Linked DNA regions of Rattus norvegicus: region 1 is linked to region 2. Evidence: chromatin contacts called from public Hi-C data. All regions are on one chromosome and are shown on one strand. The core of a region is the stretch at or near the end of the contact, and the rest is flanking DNA. Distances in the headings are between cores, read along the strand shown.

Region 1 (7,205 bases), core at 3,907-6,406, 83 kb before region 2:
ATCATCTATGTTTGAAAAGTCAAGTGAACATACAGTCCTTAAGAAATGGAGACAATAGCTTTCAAAGGGTCTGTGCTATTTACTTTAGGATTTGGGCTGAGATGTCCTTGAATGAGATTGGAATGCCACTACTGTTAGTCGCCATGGAGAACAGGATGCCATACAGAGACCTGTCCCCTGAAATGGCGTAACTCATAATCTCTACACTCTGGTTTTGTATGTTAAGAGCTGGATAACCTTGAAGAAGTCAACATGTTTTCAGAGCTAAGCTTCCAGAGTTTGTAAATAGGACTTCAGTAATATTTTCTAGTTCCTTTCTACTCATTACTTATTAATCTCAAATGAGATAAACAGTTGAAGTTAGTTTCCCACAGTGTTGAGTAATAAAGTACAGATTTCACCAGCATTAAAGACTGAACAATTTCAGGATTCTAGGATTCATCTCAGAAAGGATAGCTCGGGAAGGCATTGCAGAACAACGGTTAGACACTCTCTGCTTTGCGCAAACTAGGGATTTAATTCTTATATCTACTTTTTCAGGTAGCATCTTTATTAAATGCTAATTCATGGATAGAAAAACTTAAATACAAATAGATTAGAAGCTTGGCCAAGCTTAAGTCATGAAATATGTATGAACTCTGGAAATTGCATTCAGGTCTTCTGTCTAGTTAAACAACTACATCTCAAAGAAGTTCACCTATTCGCTCAACTCCTTCCAGGCCCTGAGAAAATATAGTTTTAGTCAGAAGTTAGAAATGATTTCTCCAAATAAAGGCAGCCATAGCACAGTTAGCTTTATCTCAAAGGTAGTTCTGCCCTCCTTTAAGCATCGTCAAGATTTCCCCCAGACTCCATTAGCCAACGTGGTCGAAAAAAGGCATCCCCAGAGCCCACATTTATCCCTTTGACAAATTCTTTCAGCTTTCTTCCTGTAAGCATGTTCCAGAATTTTCCGTTTAATATATTCTAGCTACCTGTTTGCTGCCCTATAAATCCATTAAGAATATAATTTCTTGAGACAATAATTATATTAACATTCTAATAGTACATCCCAATATTGTAGAACTAATATTCTGATAGTGCGGAACAATCACACAATCAATTCATTAAACAAAGAAAATGGGGAAATTGAAAAAAAAAGAGAGAATGGGAAAAATTAAGTAAAGCAGGGAGTATTACTTGAAATATCAAGTGGCCTGGGTTTGTAAACTGTAAGAATTTTAAGAGACATAGAAAAGGTGGGGATAACTAAAAATCTCAATATTATAACTTGTGTCTAGCACATACATTTCTATTATTTATAACTCTTTGTACAAAGGTATGTGCACACACACAAAGAGAGAGAAAGAGAGAGAGAGAGAGAGAGAGAGAGAGAGAGAGAGAGAGAGAGAGAGATGAGGGAGAGACAAAGAGGCAGAGAGATACAGATTAATGAAACCAGACATCTAAGAACACAATCACCAGCTGTAACTAAAATTTAACCCAGAGGACTTGAAGTAATGCAGTTCACATGGGAAGTGTGCACTACCTGTGTCTCAACTTCTTCCTCACAGTCTCTCCCAACCCAGATCTTTGTACTTTCAGTTCAGTGAACAAAATTGCCTTCTCTATTCTCTTGGTTCTCTAAGAACTGGCCAATATCTTCCGATGGCCTGAGAGAATCATCCGGAACAGTTCAGTCATCATCCTCCAGGATTCAGGAATTGGCAAGTAAAAGTCAGGGTGAAAACTAAATAGCATGTAAATTCTATGTCCCTAAGTCATGGCGGAGGCCATGTTAGTAATCGGTGACAGGTAGCCACCATTCAAGGTCTAGAATTGTCACTTACAAGCTGTGCAAATTTACGTTACTTGGCTCCTTTGTTCCCTCATCTAAATAAAAGAAAGCGGAGCTCCAATAAGGTTGCTATGAGTCAATAAATGAAATTATTGTAAAACTCTTTGGTTGTAATTATTTACTGTGCTTAATAAACATCACTAGGAATGCAAATGTCTTCTGTGCATGAAAGAAGTATAAATTAAGGAGTTAAATTCAATAATCATCCTAAGTATTAATGATCTGAACCTTTGTGGAAAAATTTTTCTTCTTGAATTTCTTAATTTTCTACTTCTAAAGCAAGGCATGTGAAATGAGAAAGAAAAATTGGAGTGAGAAAAATCCTACAAGAGAAAATTCTTCGGACCCAGGAAGCCTGGGTAATCCTTGGAACTTTACCCTGGTCCTCAGGTGGAGCAATGCCACTAAGACAGACTGACAGGAAAAGTACGGGAAAATGAGAGATTGACCCCGTGGGAACAGAACTCTGAAAGGATTCAAAGAAATACACAGGACAAGACTGCTCATATTAGACACTCCCCAGGAGCTAGGGCCTGCCTCAACTGCTTCTTACCAAGTAAACATGGAGACAGTTTGCACCTCCTTAGGAAATGGGACTCTTCCTCATCCTGTATCAACTGGAAGAAGGCAGAGGCAGGTTGAGGAGCTAGTGTTGGCAAGGGGTCCTATAACTTCCAGAGGAGCTCTTCTTGCAAAAGCTCCTTAGCAAGACTGGAGCTTATATGTGGCATTTACTCAGAACTCATGATGAAGAGAGGGATGTGATGGGGGCTTTTGCATTGCCTTACAAGATAATTTATCTACAGCATCAAAGAGGAACTAAACTGGAGAATAAGTCTTAAAAAGATTCATCGATTACTGCCTTGGTTGGAGAGCAACACTTCAAAGGTTAAGATTATGCAGACATTTGACTATAGTTATTAATCTTTTCATTTTAGTTATTAATTGTTTATTTTCTCTATCCCCTAGACCAAAACACCAACTTGTTTTCCACAATAATGAAATTTAAAAACTCAGTAGGGAAAAAAAAACCTACAGAAACTGAGACCTTTATCAGAAAAGGTAAGTTGACAAATACTTAAATCCCTGACTTTTGTGGTTTGCATCCAGAAGCTGAGTTAACAGCCATTGCTTTCAAGCCATCTAGGGAGTATGAATTCAATACTGTTCTTCAGTGGGACCCAGTAAAAGGAACGTTCACCAGCATAGAGAAAGCTCCCCACTGAGATTTAATTGCATACATAACTGGTGTCCTCCCAAGTGTGAAAATGCTGTAGCCAGCACATTAAACAGTATAGTATTTACCGAGTAGAGCAGACATATATAGAAGATGGGCAGAATATCAAAACCCACCGAGTGGCATTGTTTATTATTAACTAGAGAAGTATGTGAAGCCCAAAGAAATCCATTCTCAACTCTGAAATACTTCAGTCCATCATCCAATGTCTTTGAACTGAAGAGGTTTCAATCTGCAAACATCTGTCTGTGTTAAGGGATTACTGGTCCTGTGTTTGTACAGGGACTTAGAGGAATCCCTCCTTTTTCAAGTACTTTCATTGGCATATTTCCTTAATAAGTATTAAATTAAATTTGACTCAGTGGGGAAATAGTTAACTTTAAAAGTGTCTTTGAGAGTCACATACACACAAACACCAAAGCTCAGCAAAATTTGTAAAGGATAGAAATAACAAATACCAAGTAAGCTAAGAATGGTGGGGCATTCCAACTACCCAAGTTCATTTCCAGTTGGGACCATATAAATGAAACTCTTCTTGGTTATTAAAATGTAATGATAGAAGCATGGGCAATAATTCCAATCTTCAGAAAACACTGGATGTACATTCAGATTTTGTCAGGAATCTTTCCCAAATGAGAAGTGAGGCAGGGGGTTTCACATTTGGTTTGCACATACTTTTTATATCTGTGAGCTGTTGGAGGGAGATTGAGGGGGGCAGGGAAGAAAAGGAGAGCAAGAAGAAAAAGAAGACCTAAATCAAAAGGCATTTTCATTTTCATTCTTCTCAAAACTTGGGAAATGAGGCTTACTGTATTTCTAGCTGCTCCTCTCTGCAGGCCTTGTCCTAAGGCAAGAGCCCATAAGCCAGACAGCACCCTCACCTCAGGTGCTTAGAAAATGCAAAAGGCTTCAGGGTTTCTTAGCCATACAAGTGTGTGCATAAGGAAGATGGCGTTTGGCCCCTAGAACACTAGGTTAACACTCTTGGTTTTCATTAGCAAAAGTAGAGGTCAATATAGCTTTCCCCAGAGTTGAAAATTCATCTTACTTTACTCTCTGCATTATACAACCTGGCTAATTTTAAGTGACTGTGTTTTTGTGTGTGAGAGAGAGAGGGGGGGGACTGGTAGAGACAGACAGAGATGGAGAGGGAGAGACATACAGACATACAGAGAGGGAGAGACAGGTGAAGAGGGAAAGGGAGAGGGAGAGGGAGAGAGAATTTCTTCATTCTCCAACCCTAGGATGTGTGATAAACTAAGCATGAAACTACAGGGGAGGAAAAAATTTGGAGAGCATCTCAGGACAACCCAAGCCTGATCCTTTTCTGACTCTCCCTGCCTGAACAATTTGAAGTCTTTGGGTCTCTAAATATTTGTCAGCTAACAATCGCATGTGTTCTCCAACAGGAGCAAACTTTCCTGGAGAAATAAATGAATGCAGTTTCTATCTCAAAATAAATAACTCAAGTGCATTTGGAGGTTTGGCAATAGCTTCCATGTGATGCTCAGAGTCAAGTCGTCCAACCTTAACACTGTGTTAGCAAACATATGGTCATGTAATACTGTTTCAGTGTGCTATTTCTCCTTTAAGAAGAATGGAAGGAAGGTTGGAAGAAAGGTAAGAAGGAAGGAAGAAAATCAAGGAATGAAAAAGAACATTCCTACATGTCTGTTTCCTTATAGTAAGTCCCCCTGTTTGTCTGCCTTACCATAAGTTCCCCCTGCACAGTTAATAGAACTGCTCACTATGGTTCACCGAACTCTGGCACAGGAGCCTTGAACACAGAAGAAAATCCTTCCCTTGGACCCATGTCAAGAGAAAAACTTATGAGAAGCTCTCTGATGTGTTTAGAACTCACCCGGAATCAGGCCACTAATGATACAAGGTTTTTTGTCTTCTTGTTTGCAAAGAGCTCTTACAGAGGCTTCAATTGACCTGGGCTTTAACCAGGCCCCCAGGTAAAGCCCTGTTCACAAGTGACTCACCTTGGTGTGTTGAATCTTCAAGTTGGCCAGTGGGGCAGGAACTGCAGGCTGTGCAGGGGAAGACATTGCTGGTTTGGCTCCTGGAACACAGGTGACAGGCTCAGCAAATTGGTTCTGAAAGAGCATTTGCTCCTTTTTATCTGCCTGCACTAAGGGTCATTTGCATATCGGCATATGATTGGATGGCCAGACTCAGGGCAGGGCAGGAAGGGCACTACTCACTTGTAACACCTAGGGGCAGGGAGCCTTTGCCTTTAAATGTAAATCCTTAAGGACCCTGCACCTTAGCTCCAAAGTTCCAGCTGGAGACTGCTCACTATTTACAGATGAATTAATTTACCAAGCCAAACCTGTGCTAAGGGTGTGTGTGCAGCTGCTCCAGACACTGGAAGCCAGTTCTTTTTTGTTTTCTTGCCTTTTCCTGCTTGTTAGGCTACTGTGTAACTTTTTCTGCTCACACAGACTGGGGAACAAAGACATTGCAATGATGAAATATCTACCCCTGTTCTCACTCTCCCCAGGAGCTGAGGAGGAGAGGACTATGAATCTGCCTGACATGGCTACCAGAGAATCCATCCTTATCCCAGCTGATCAGGGTACTGTTAGGGAGAAATGCTCTTTTCCTAGACTATCTTCCCCAACTGAAATAAAAGAAATTCCTACAAACTAATGTTATATTAGGAACTTCAAATTGTCTTTGTCCCTTCTATTTGGTGGGAACAGAAAACTGTGCAGGACTTTTGAGTCAGAGTTCCTTGTCACACGCAGACCCTCAGAGAACATTATGCCAAAGCCATCTGTGGAAATTCATTTAAAGTGAAAGTAATGTCTGATTTGAGAAGTGTCTGCACTTTTGAATCTTTAGTCTAGGCAGCATAGAAGGAAAGAATGTAAATATTGCCCCCTAAGAGTTTAAATTCGTAATGTTTTGAGCTGGGAACTTGGTAAAGGACGAACTTTAACTGTAGTGTTTTCATTTTGAATACAATGCTTCTCTGTGTTGATGCTCCTGCACAAGATATGGAAGGAACAAGATAACATTCTTAGGATGCTCTGGTTTATAAGAATTAGTGATAACGTCTTCGAAATGAAATTGCCACTTCCCCTGCACTCGGACTTAGCTAGGGGGAGGAACAGGAGCCTGGGGAATGTGTTTCTTTTCACCTTGACTGAGCTGCACATTTTCTAAAGACAGAGAGGAATACAGCTTATGGTCACAGACCTGGCAGGATAAGGCTGGAATTTCACCTCAGGCAAAGCACTCCGAGATATTAGTCTTCTTTTCCAGACCTGCCTTAATATCGATACTGTGATCCCCACCTAGGGTCATGTTTGGGATCTTCCATTCAGTAGTTATACACATGGAAGTTATGGTTCAACTTTCAGTCAACCTAACAGGAATAGCAAACTTTCTCTTACGAAGCAGACGGGAAACATTTTCATCTTCCTGGACATATCAATATCAACGCTGTTCGAATAAGTTCCATACTAATTAATATGTACAATAGACAACAGGCACATGAATGCTCATTTTTAAAGAAATTATATAGGTTAAAAATAGAGGCAAGCCAGATCCATGACATAGACTGTCTTTCTAGATTCAGCTGTCCTTGAATATCCTGCTCATCTTGCTCCAGTTGGAATAGGAACATTTATGTTCTTCAAATATTCTCTCTCTCTCTCTCTCTCTCTCTCTCTCTCTCTCTCTCTCTCTCCTTATTTTTTGGAAAAGAATGAATTGTTTTCTCTGTCATAGAAGCTTTTTGAGTTAAACGTGCAATGTCTCAACAGCTGTTACATAACACAGAGTGGCGCTCAGGCCAATTCCCAAACAGCTGTGTTTTGCAGATTCACAGTTGTTTGTGGATTCAAAATTGATTCATTTGATGCCTAGAAGGGAAAAAAAGACAGGCTGCACAACATACTTGACATACCATCTTCCTCTCTGAATGGGCACATCATTCATTGAATTTTCTTGGATAATTGTGTCTTAATGTGCTGTTCAAATGAAGCATTATGTGTGTAGCTCAAGGGAACCCAGGAGACAGTTCCCATGCCTGTACGTCTAATTTCCCAACAACTCCATCGGGCCTTCTTCAAACCCACTTTGTTGGCTGAGCTGATCTGTTCTTCCCTGAAATCA
Region 2 (6,739 bases), core at 1,271-3,770:
ATTTGTGACCTTTACAGAGTTAGATACTGAACCCTATGGTCCAGGAGGGGGGCTGTGAGAGATGCCCTAATACAAGGCCTCCGAGAGCTAGTTTGAGATATTTCTTGTGTGAGAATATAGCATTTGTTTCTTTTAATATCTGAGGATGCAGAGTAAGTCCCCTTTAGACTGTGAATCTGCTATTGCTATACTGTTAAAGCTCCCTGGCTTCAGGACTTTGAGAAAGTACTTCTGCTGTTTGTAAATTACCCACTCTGCACTACTGTGTTATATAAAAAAAAAGCAGGCTATGACAGCTGAGTTTTCTAAGCATGTGACATTACCATTTTTTCAAACTTCTGATGTATAAGACAGCACATCTGGGAAGGAAAGAAATGCTGTGGACTTGATAGGAGACTGGTGATGAGGCTCCAGCTTGAATAACTCTCTACCATTGCAAACACAAGGCCATGAGAACTTCCTTTCAGATATGTCTTAGGATATCTGCTTTCCAAATCCTATTAGCACATCACAAAGCCATGGAAAGACCGCACAGAAGTGTTTTATTTAAGATACGACACTTGAATCTCAGTTTACAACCACCATCCATCACCAAACTCCTGGCACAGGGGTAAATAAGACTTCAAATGATTGTAACCCATGAGCTTTCAGTCTTCCTGCTGGTCTCCAAACACCACAGAATTGAGAAAAGACAACATCGTATCTTGGCAAATTTCTAAAATAGACCGAGACAGATAACAAACTATGTTGCCCTTTAAACTACTGAGTTTTGCAAAAACTCATGGTGCAATTTAAACCCAGATTAGAAAACTATTGTAACTGATTGTTGACCTGGGTAGAGGTTGCTTTCTGGGTATAATCATCAATCAGGAAAATACCCTGGGGACTCACAAGTTATGAGGATACAAATAAGAGCATTAGTGCATTTATGTAACTGTTTGTGATATTTATGTGTTGGGGGATATCTGCATTTTCTTTCCTTAAATAGAAAACTGACTAGTATGGAATATTTGTACTGAAATACATTTATTTTCTAACGAGGAAAGGGTAGTCGTGTGTGTGTGTGTGTGTGTGTGTGTGTGTGTGAGAGAGAGAGAGAGAGAGAGAGAGAGAGAGAGAGAGAGAGAGAGAGAGAGATTATTCATGAGAAAGGTATGTGAGAAGGCAGGAAGTAAGAAATTATGAACACTAGCTGCAGGCAGAAGGAAATTCTCACCCATGAGATCTAAAGGATTTTTTTTAATGTAAAATGAATATGTCTTCCTGATAGTTTTAGTTTATCTTCATTAATGTTAGAAACTAATTACTAAAAAAGGAAGTTCTAAAAGTATGGGGAAATGATGAAAAGAACTTACTAGGGCAAAGCAAAAGAGATACAGAAGTGCTGAAGATGAGGTTCTTCTTGTATTCTGAGTCCTGTTATCACTAAGGGATTTTGGTTCTCAGACATACATTTCTAATTCTTTCTCTCTCTCAATCTTTCTCCCAATATCTCTATCACTCTGTCTCTTTATGATTATGAAACATATGATAATATTTACATGTCTGTAGCTTATTTGCTTTAATTAAGCTGTAAAATCTGATCTTATAAAAACTCATAATGGTGTAGCCCTTTAGCTTGCTTTAGTCGAGGTGTTGGTCATGGCTTCACCTGGAGACAAATTACTGCCTTTGCATAGCCTTCGATAAGATCAAAGCCTTTTCACAGAACGAAGTACAAAGTGATTTTCTGGAACACTCTGTCTTTTGGTCTTCACTGATCCCAGAAGAATTTGGGCAATTCACAGCGCTTCCTGCTCTTGTTAGGCATGCAACTCCTGTTATCAAAAAATCCACTACATTAATATAAAATCCCAATTGAACAGAAGGCACCAGCCTGTGCTTGCTACGTTCTTCAGGCTGCAGCTTCCTCTTGGCTCCTTCTCTGTAGTCTTTCAATGTGTCATGCCAGTTTCATTGGCAGATTTGCCCTTTCTCAAAATATAGTTGTTGATTTCTTTTGTTGCAAAGGGATAGATGATCTTGGCAAAATTATTCAAACTATGTAAAGAGACCATGGATTTTGCAAGGAGCTTTGAAAGCCCCTGTGCTTTTCTTCTCCTCGTTGTGGTTATAATATTGAGTTGCAGGCCGAAGAATGCCAGGCATTTCTCAGTAAAGGATGTTATTTACCTGAGTTCATAATTCAGTAACACAATATGACTCTGAAACTAGGACAAGATGAAAAAGGAAAATCAAAATGTTCTTAGAATTCTGCTATCTACACATTGCCATCCATCTGCCTAGAGTGTGTTGGCTTGTACACTTAGACTTAGGTAACAGACTTGGCGTGGAAAGCCTCCTGAATACCCTGGCTCCTCACTGAGGTGACTCACTCAAAGAAGGACAGCTCTTTCTAAAATCCAGGAGCTAGTCCCATACCTTCATACTGTGAAAGGCTTGCATGGTACTGGCAGCTAGACTATAGCGTTTCCCTTCTGAACATAATCCAGGAAAAGACAAGTGCACACAAAGCACTATGACTTTGATGGAACAAACCAACAACCCAGAATCCTCTGCAATCATGTCCCGGTAAACAAAAGCAAGCACATTACTCCAACCACAAAAAGGGACCAAATAACTTTTCACTAATTCCAACTTTGGCTGCGTTCCATTTTTTTCCTACTGCCTGGATAATGATTGATAAATGGTCTAATCACAGAGTTGCTCTGGCTTCCTGATCACAGCAGTCAATTCAGAACAAAAGCACTGCCTCTTTGAAATCTACTCAGTGTTGCTAAATGTAAACTCCAAATCCTCAAAGCCCATTTTTTTTGGTGACTCCTTTTTGTGTGTTCCTTTGCTCTGTCATAGCTTGGAGTTGATGGTTTCATTCATTAGAACAAGTGGGTAAAAGCAAGTCTGCCCTTTGCGGTACCAAAGATCTTCAACTGGAGTGATCTGATCCATCTATCGGTCCGAGCTCACCCTGTAAGGTAGCCATGTACAAAGGGCAAAGTCAGCAGCTGCAGACCTGAAGAGAGGTCTGAGGAGAGAGGGGAAAGAAAAAGACCACCAGAAAAAGCTTTTGAAGAAAGGATTTGAGAATTAATTGTCAAGAATCAGGAAGAACTGGAGAACAGAGGATAAACACCCATGCAATCTCACAATCCAGTCAATCAACTAGAATTTACCAAGAGTCAGATATGTGCCTGGCATGGAGGACCTAGGGCTGCAGTTATAGACACAGAAAACATTATTCCTTCAGCCACCTCAGTCTTCTGGTAGCAGATAGATAGTGAGAATGAAATTTGACCAAATAATTCCAGATTTAGAAAGTGTCACTGTACCTGGTGTTGTTCAGGAATGAGGGTCTGAGAAACCTTGTTAAAAAACAAACTAGTGATGATCCCTCTGGGAAAAAGACTATAAGAGCTGAAGAACGAGAGCTGAGCAGAGAAGAGTGGGGAGCATCAGGAGCATAGAAGTATATCCATGAATTTATCAAGACTTCCCACTGACATAGACAAGAGAAAGCACTTCGTAACAGGATCTACTAGGTGAGAGGTTTCCTGAGACTAAACCAGGCAAATACTATGATAAACTGTACATCAATATCCCTGCTAAGCACTATGCAATTAGCATCCAATTACTAATATAAGGAGAATGGCTCAGTCAAAGAATTATAAACCACTGCGATTGGTTGTCAATTGACAAACCATCAACTCCAGATTCATTAATGGATTCATCATTTTTGTCATAGGTTGGAGTTGATGATCTCCTTTATTAAACCCAGTTGATAAAAGCAACTGTGATCTATTGAAGTACTCAAGATCTTTGACTGGAGTGATTCGATCCATCTATTGATGAACTCAGCGTGTAATGTATCCATGTGCAAAGGACATAGTCAACAGTAGCATTTCAACATATTGAATCATTCGACAATAATGATTCAACATATAAAAACAATCAACATGATACACCATATTAACGAAATGAAAAAGAAACCTGATGGGCCATGTGAGTTGGTATGGAAACTGCATTTAACTCGTGTTTATGCTTTCTTGTGCTAAAACTATCCACAGACTAAAAAATAGGAAAATAAATCAATATGTTAACATTATATATGTGAACCCTCCAACTGTCAAGACATTCACTAGTGAAAGACTGAAAATTCTCTCACCAAGATGAGGAACAAAATAAGCATAACTATTTTAGTCCTAGCTAGCTATCAGAGTAAATTTTCTTTCAAGAGGCAAGGGGAAAGCCTCTAAATTCCAGCGACTGAAGAATGGACTATTAACATGTATTATTGTGCGTGCAAAAACTAATCTACAGTCTACCCTAAAGCTATTAGAAGTAATCATAAATTCAGTTTGTAGCAGAATAGGAAGTCATCAAGAAAAATAAGCTACATTCCTGTGTATGGACAGATAATAAGCTTAAGAAAGTAATTTAATATGAGATAGCATCAACAACAAAATAATGTAAGAACAAACCTAACAAAATATACCAGATCTGTGTGCTAAAAAATAACAAAAGAATTTTGATGGTTAAAAACTAAAGAAAACACAAATGGAGAGGCAATCCATGTAAACTCAAGCTACGTCAAACACTTACATGTAAGAGTTGTGTGAGTGTGTGTGTGTGTGTATGTATGTGAGTGTATGTGTGTATATGTGTGTGTGTGAGTGTGTGTATGTGTGTGTGAGTGTGTGTGTATGTGTGTGAGTGTGTGTGTATGTGTGTGTATGTGTGTGAGTGTGTGAGTGTGTTTGTGTGTGAGTGTGTGTGAGTGTGAGTGTGTGTGAGTGTGTGTATGTGTGTATGTGTATGTGTATGTGATGTGTGTGTGTGAGTGTGTGTATGTGTGAGTGTGTTTGTGTGTGTGAGTGTGTGTGAGTGTGAGTGTGTGTGAGTGTGTGTATGTGTGTGTATGTGTATGTGTGTGTGATGTGTGTGTGTGAGTGTGTGTATGTGTGTGAGTGTGTTAGTGTGTGTGAGTGTGTGTGTGTGTGAGTGTGTGTATGTGTGTGTATGTGTGTGTGAGTGTGTGTGTATGTGTGTGTATGTGTGTGAGTGTGTTAGTGTGTGTGAGTGTGTGAGTGTGTGTGTGTATGTGTGTGTGAGTGTGTGTGTGAGTGTGTGTATGTGTGTGAGTGTGTGTGTATGTGTATGTGTGTATGTGTGTGTATGTGTATGTGTGTGAGTGTGTGTGTGTATGTGTGTGTGAGTGTGTTGAGTGTGTTAGTGTGTGTGTAAGTGTGTGTATATGTGTGTGTATGTGTGTGAGAGTGTGTGTATATGTGTGTGTATGTGTGTGTGAGAGTGTGTGAGTGTGTGAGTGAGTGTGTGTATTGGGAGGAAATCTCATGAGACTGGATTGAGTAATAATTTTTTCTTACGATGACATATCAGGGTACAGAAGAAAATGTAAATTGTCCGTGTTGTTCTAGAATAGTTGGTTTTGGTGCTGATGATGGTGGTAGGTATTTTCTGTTGATCTCATGTATTTATTAGATATAAGTCCATCCAAGCAGTTTTATATCTTCATGGTTTAGTTTAAATGACACTCTACTTTTAGGAATGTCTGTCGTTACATTTAGATTATCAAACATTTTGACATGTGTAACATATACCATTTTGCAGTGTTTTTATATCCAAGTCGTCACCATTTTTAAATTATTTCCCTATTGGCTGCTGAGTTTCCTGTACAGATGGACAGGCCAATGACACTGTACCTAAACTTAGTTGCCGCCATCCTAACACTGGGTACACACCCACTCTGAAGAAATGGATCCCCACTGACAACATTTTAGAGCAGAGAGTTGGTGTAGAGAAACAAATTAATTTTTTAAGAAGTATCCAGGGTAAGGGTAGTCTTCCATATCATATATGAAATGAAAGCAGTACTGTCGGAGCAGTCATTGAAGACGCCACACAGCTGTAGGGAAAATAGTGTCACTTACTAAGGCAAGGGTTCTGGAAAGAACACTGTTTTCGTATTTATTTTTTGTCAAATATTTGAGTTTTATTTGAATATGTTAATTCTGAAGTTTCTAAGACCTTGAGTATACAAGATACTAGACACGTTGAAATACAGTCTAGAAACAAAATTCACATTTTGGCTAAAGTCATCCCTGTTGGGTCCTGGGAGCCTCTTGTTTCTCTGGTGTCCTGGACCCTCCAGTGGCTATCCCCAGTTCCTCATCACCCAGTGCTACATATTTTTATTCAATTTCCTGACCCTCTGTAACTCTCTCTTGTTCCCCCCAGTACCTGATACTGCTCCCCTTATTTCCTCCCCCTCATTTCTCCCTCTCAGGTCCCTCCTTCCCCTACCTCCTGCAGCCATCTTATTCTCCCTTCAATGTAGGACTAAAACATCCACATTCTGGTCTTCCTTCCTCCTAAGTGCCCATATGGTCTGTGGGTTGTATCATGGGCATTGTGAGCATTTGGGCTAATATCCACTTATCAGTGAGTATATACCATGTGTGTTCTTTTATGTCCAGGTTTCCTAGCTCAGGATGATATATTTATGCACATTATACAGAAACCAACTATCATGGGATTCAGCATAGAATATAAGTCGAAGCCCTCTAAAAGGAATCTCGCCTGCTTCTTTCTTCATATTTCTCACAATATCGTGGATAACATAATTCTCCACAGTTTTATAGAAATATTCTCCCACTCCACCCCCAGTGTGTGTGTGTGTGTGTGTGTGTGTGTGTGTGTGTGTGTGTGTGTGTATGTGTGT

Evidence for each region. Hi-C and Micro-C count contacts between places; a contact is called where the count stands out from the background.
Region 1: a Hi-C map of liver shows a contact between it and region 2, with 1.8 times the contacts expected there. The contact joins the promoter of Aldh1a1 here to the enhancer-like site in region 2. A contact is called at or near these places in 3 of 12 Hi-C or Micro-C datasets (kidney and liver).

What each region holds. Positions count from the first base shown.
Region 1 is chr1:227,535,571-227,542,775 of GRCr8, reverse strand. It overlaps Aldh1a1 (aldehyde dehydrogenase 1 family, member A1), which reads right to left and starts at 5,156. Exons shown (of 13, transcript NM_022407.3): 1 at 5,063-5,156. The coding sequence starts at 5,128.
Region 2 is chr1:227,450,037-227,456,775 of GRCr8, reverse strand. It overlaps a transcript of Aldh1a1 not described here. Among named protein-coding and RNA genes, the nearest start is that of Aldh1a1, 84 kb to the left of the region's middle. Within about 2 kb of position 2,520, at least 7 of the 93 cell types and tissues checked have an H3K27ac peak or open chromatin away from gene starts, as enhancers often do. A contact at or near this core is called in liver, where this site is marked.